2 separate regions of the Anser cygnoides genome follow, and region 2 is linked to region 1. Evidence: chromatin contacts called from public Hi-C data. All regions are on one chromosome and are shown on one strand. The core of a region is the stretch at or near the end of the contact, and the rest is flanking DNA. Distances in the headings are between cores, read along the strand shown. Region 1 holds the start of CEBPA (CCAAT enhancer binding protein alpha). Region 2 overlaps LOC106033218 (a long non-coding RNA gene).

Region 1 (2,590 bases), core at 43-2,542:
TGTCGGTGGTGAGCTCCAGCACCTTCTGCTGCGTCTCCACGTTGCGCTGCTTGGCCTTGTCCCGGCTCTTGCGCACCGCGATGTTGTTGCGCTCCCGGCGCACCCGGTACTCGTTGCTGTTCTTGTCCACTGTCTTTTTCGATTTGCTCCGGTGGTCCGCGGGCATCATCTTGAGCGCGCCGGCGGCGGGCAGGCCGCCCGGGGGGTGCGGGTGGTGCGGGTGGTGCGGGCTGGGCACGGGCGTTGGGGGCGGCGTGGGGTGCCCGGGCTGGAGGTGCATGGTGGTCTGGGCGCAGTGGGCGATCTGGTACTGCAGGTGGGAGGGGTGCTGCTGCGCGGCGTGGTGGGGGTAGAGGGCCGACAGGGCCGCCGACTTGACCTCCTCCTCCTCGCGGGGCTCCTGCTTGATCACCAGCGGCCGCAAGCCCGGCGCGGCGATGCGCTCGTAGAGCGGGTCGAGCTTGCCGTCCATGTAGCCGGCCATGCAGCCGAAGAGCGGCTGCTGGTGGTGCTGCTGCTGGTGCCCCGGCGCCGAGGCGGCGGCGCCGGCCCCATGCATGCTGTGGAAGTCGAAATCCCCGGCCAGGATGGCCTTGGCTTTTTCCTGCTGCTTGCTGTGCTGGAAGAGGTCAGCCAGGAACTCGTCGTTGAAGGCGGCGGGGTCGATGTAGGCGCTGATGTCGATGGAGTTCTCGTTCTCGCAGATGTCGCCGAGCTCCGCGCCGCCCGCAGCAGGTGCCGCCGCCGAGGGAGCCTCTCTGTAGCTGTAGGCGCTGCCGGGCAGGGGAGTCTGGAGCTGGTGGTGCTGGCCGCTGCTCATCGGGGGCCGGGAATCGACCTCGTAGAAGTTGGCTTGCTCCATGAAGCACCTACAGTCTGCCGGGCATGGTGAAGGGCTCCTGCAATCCAGGTTTCGGACGGGGCGGCGGCGGCGGCTCTGCCAAGCCCGCGGCACCCCGCGGTTTCCCGGCGGCGAGCAGCACGGCGCGGCTCGGCACGACTCGGCACGACTCAGCTCGGCGCGGCTCGGCGCGCCCGGAGCCCGTCCCCCGCCCCAGCCCGGCCGAGCCCCGCTCGCTGCCTGCCTGCCCTGTTGCTAGTGGCTTGCCTGGGTCCTGTGAGCCGTATATATACACCCCCGCAGCAGGGCCGGGGATCGCCCTCTAGTGTCCACCTCCTGCCGGGAACCTTTGACCACCGCGCAGCCGGGTCTTAGCGCCCCGGCCGGGCACAGCCGCCCGCCCGCCCCCGGCAGCCGCCCCGAGCTCGGCGGGCTCCCGGCGCTGGGCTGCGCTCTCGGGGGGGGGGTCCCCGAGCTGCCCGAAGCCTCCCGGGGAGGTGCGGGGAGCGGGGCCGTCGCCCACTGCGTGCCCGGGGCCGCTCGGCGCCCTCCCACCGGCGGCGCCGCGGAGAAAGTCTCAAAGTTCAGCACCGCCCGCGAGTGCTCGCAAATATTTGGTCAGACGGGGGGAGACGCGGGGGAGCCCCGCCGGGTTTGCCGCAGGACCGACGGCGCTTTTCTAGCCGAGGGGCTTTGTGCCCGGAGCGCCCCATCCCGCCGCACCTGCGGAGCGCGGCTGGCCCGGCCCGGCCCGGCCCGGCCCGGCAGAAGCGGGGACCCGCGGATCCCGGCCCCGAGCGGCGCTAGGACCCGGCCGGGGAGCGCGCAGGGACGGGGGGCGGCGGGGGCTGCCCGGCTTGGCTCGGCACGGCTCGGCCCGTGCCGCTGGGGCCGCTCCGGCAGCTGCCCCTGCCCGCAGGCTGGCACGATGCGGGGCGGACGCTTGGCTGTGCCCCGCTCCCGGTCCCGCAGCGCGAATGGAGCAGGTCCGTGTAATTGCAGCCTGCCCGCAGCGCGGCACGGCTCCCGGCGCTCACCCGGGATAAACCCGGGGCGCGGCGGGGCGGCAGCAGCCAGGTGGCCCGGGAGGAGGCGATGCTCCAGCGGGCTGCGGCGCCCCGCGGCTCCCGGCCGCCCACCCTCCCTCCGGGGCCGCACGGACCTGCCTGCTCCTGGGCACAGCCTTCCGAGGAGCCCGGTGTGCAGCCTCAGCTCGGCAGGGGTGCGGACGCCCGGGATTTCCTCTCGCCGCCATCCCGCAGCCCGCAGACGAGGCGTATCGGGGCTCCCTCGCCTACCTCCTCGCGTCGGGAAGCCCCCTGGCACTTAGCTCTGGTGGTCCGGGTCACCTGGAAAGAGGCAGAGAGAAAGGACGTGTCAAGGCTTCTGGAGCAGGTGTAGGCAACTGCTAGAGGAACATCTGCAGAGAATTCAAACGTAGCGGTGGCTGGCAAAAAAATGCTGTATTTCTTAGTCCTGGGTGTCTTAATAAGCCAGAAACTTGTGACAGCAAGTTGCTTGCTCAGAAAGGGTTTGACAGATTCCTTGCAACTAACAGTAATTGACAAAATCTTAATCAGGAAACAATATTACAATGTACCAAGAACCCGTTTTTTTGTATCACACAGTACACATGTGAACCTCCGTTTCATGAGCAGAAGGAAGGCAGCAGTCAGCTGGCTTTCTGACCACAGAATGTACCTTTCAGTAACAATAGAAAACAATTAAAATCCTAAATTCGTTTTACAT
Region 2 (2,590 bases), core at 37-2,536, 140 kb before region 1:
GTTAATAAAGCCTACAGTTAGACAGGAAAACAAGTTTATTTAAACTTTTGTATGTGCATTTTTATATAGCCATTTTAAGCCCTACTTTTAAAACCAAGGGACATCTTAATTCTTTTGCCACTGATTTTACCTGAATCTGATCAAATCCCCAGTGGTGTATGAGCTATGGACACTTATATTTTCATTCTTTTCCTAGTTTAATCTCAGCTTTCTGAGCTTCTCTGAACAGCAAACTGAAGTTTTAATTCTCTAAATGGAACTGCTTTGTGTTCCCTTGTGGTCTGGAAACTGTGTGAAAACTGTGCAATATCTTAACCTTTTTGCAAAGGACACTTAGTAAACACACTGGAAACCCTAGTAAAATTTCTTGTTATGATCTGCTCTCTGTCTCCATTGCAGCCTTCGTTCTCGAATTCTCGGCTCAGGCAGTAAGTCCTGCTGTCCTTACGTGCACCCTCGCTGGGCCAAATTCCTACTCACAGCAACAGCCCTTTGCTTGCATAAGGCCTGAGGGACAAAGTGTCAAGGCCATGAGAGAGAGCTGCTTTGCAGTGAATTTTTGTGGATCCTGGCATTTTGTGACAGCAGTTTACACCACTCATCTCTGCAGATATGAGTTCTGTGGGGATCCCCTGCACATCCTGAAGTTATGCGGCAATTTAGCAGAGGTTTCAGTGTGTTTGGGGTGAGATTATCATCATTGCTTAGGTGATATGCAGTACCTCCATACACACACCCCAGTTCTTCAGGAAGCATAGATTTCCCTTGACTGAGGTTTCAGGATTATGGAGAAAAAAATATAAAAAGGCCAAAGAATGCCCGAGCTGTGGTTTAGACCAGTGCAATGTACATTACATTTCTGGTCTAATCCAGGAGAGGGTGCTAACTTTCTAGCCATCACAACTGGCACACTGTGCTGGAGGAGGTTTTTTCACAGCCGATATCCCATGTCTGACTGATTATTCACATATGCTGTCCCCAAAGGAGAGTCATCTTGGGAGTGCAAAACCACCCTCTCAAAACATTGGTTACCTCTGTTCAGTGCAGTAAATATAATTACATGACATATCCTTGACAGGGGAGTATTTATTGTTAATGTACTTAATTTAAATGTTGTTATGTATTGTTTGCTCTCTTCCCTCACTCTTCTGCCTTTCGCCTATTAAGGAATATTAACAGGGTCTGAATTTAGGTTTCCCTGCCGCAGTAACCCCTGCTCTCCGTGGCGTTACGGGCAGCAACGCCTCACACACAGCGCGGCAGCGTGCGTGTCAGCAAGCTCCGTGCCTGCAGCCTGCTGCCAGCCTCGGTTAGTGACCAGGCGCAGGGTGAAACGTGTGTGAAGCAAAGCGTGCCCGTGGCAGCACCCTGCATGTGAAGGGAGTGAGGAAGCGGTGTGTGGAGCCCAGCTAGAAGAGCGTGTCCATACTGCTGGACCCTCCTGCCCCGTGCCTCCTCACAAACCTCTCCCTGCAAAGCTTCCGCCTCAGTCGTCTCCCGGGCTGGGGTGATGCAGGACAGAAAAATAACCAAGCCCTATTTGCTGAAGTAAGTTAATGAGCTAGAGAGGAGCACAAAAGAAAGAAGGGAGATGGGCTGGGGTGTTTTATGGGCCCACAGAGGGGAAATGTGCAGGCAATTGTGCAGAACATCTGCCCATGGCCTGTCCTGGTGAATTGTTGGCCCTGGGTGCATGTGGTGTGCTCATGCACCTCCCAGAGCCACATGTCCCCAAAAGATGGGAAGACGTGAGGCTGACCTTTGCTGCCTTGGCCTGTCGGAGTGCTCTGCCAGACACTGGCACAGACCCCATCTCCACCCTGGCACCCCGGTCCCCTCCCAGGCAAGGAATCCCTGCTGAGTCAGTAATCCCAGGGCGGTCTTCTCTCTTTCCCTCTCTTTTTTATTTTCTCTCCCTCTCTCTTTCCCCCCTGTTGAACTCTCTCTAATTTTAAGCTGTAATTGTTAAGCAGAAGGCTTTGAAAAACTGCCACGTGTATAACAGAGAAGTGCAGACACTAGCAAGAAAATGGAAAGAAAATTAAAGTTCTGGTTTTGTGTGTGTGTGTGTTTGGGTTACTTGATGAATTTGATTAATAATAATTAGTTTTAATCTAACCTTGAATTAGTTTTAATTGAACCTTGTGATTTTAGGTGCTTGAGGTTGGAGAAAATTTTACTGTGAAGAGTGGCTCTGAGGCACTCCTTTGCTGTCTGCATAGAGCCCAGCATCTCTGAAGGCATAAACAACTGAGGGCAGAGCAGATGGAATTATTTTTCTGTGTTAGTTATTTTAATACACAGGAACATAGGAAAATTAATATGGAAAATACAAAACCAATTTGCCACATATTTAAAATGAACAGAACATGAAAGTTCAAGAGAAAGGGAAAGAAATTTTTAAGCCTTTAAACATTTGTCATGTTGTTTCTCAATACTCAGTACTTGTTAGTAAACAAGTAAAACCAAAGGCAAGAAAAATGCTCCACGGCATGTTATCGAGCAAGAAACTGAGATCCAATTTAACAAGGAGTAAATCAACAATGTGGGTTTGAGTATAGTAGGCTCGTGTATTAGCACAGAGGTGCGT

The links. Hi-C and Micro-C count contacts between places; a contact is called where the count stands out from the background.
Region 2: a contact with region 1 is called in a Hi-C map of liver, with 4 times the contacts expected there. The contact joins the enhancer-like site here to the promoter of CEBPA in region 1. A contact is called at or near these places in 3 of 7 Hi-C or Micro-C datasets (fetal liver and liver).

The regions. Positions count from the first base shown.
Region 1 is chr12:10,878,988-10,881,577 of Taihu_goose_T2T_genome, reverse strand. It overlaps CEBPA (CCAAT enhancer binding protein alpha), which reads right to left and starts at 1,292. Exons shown (of 1, transcript XM_048068849.2): 1 at 1-1,292. The coding sequence starts at 862. It overlaps LOC125183365 (a long non-coding RNA gene), which reads right to left. Exons shown (of 10, transcript XR_010834360.1): 4 at 2,004-2,190.
Region 2 is chr12:11,017,752-11,020,341 of Taihu_goose_T2T_genome, reverse strand. The region is part of intron 5 of LOC106033218 (a long non-coding RNA gene); the gene reads left to right. Among named protein-coding and RNA genes, the nearest start is that of SLC7A10, 53 kb to the left of the region's middle. Within about 2 kb of position 1,286, at least 1 of the 3 cell types and tissues checked has open chromatin away from gene starts, as enhancers often do. A contact at or near this core is called in liver, where this site is marked.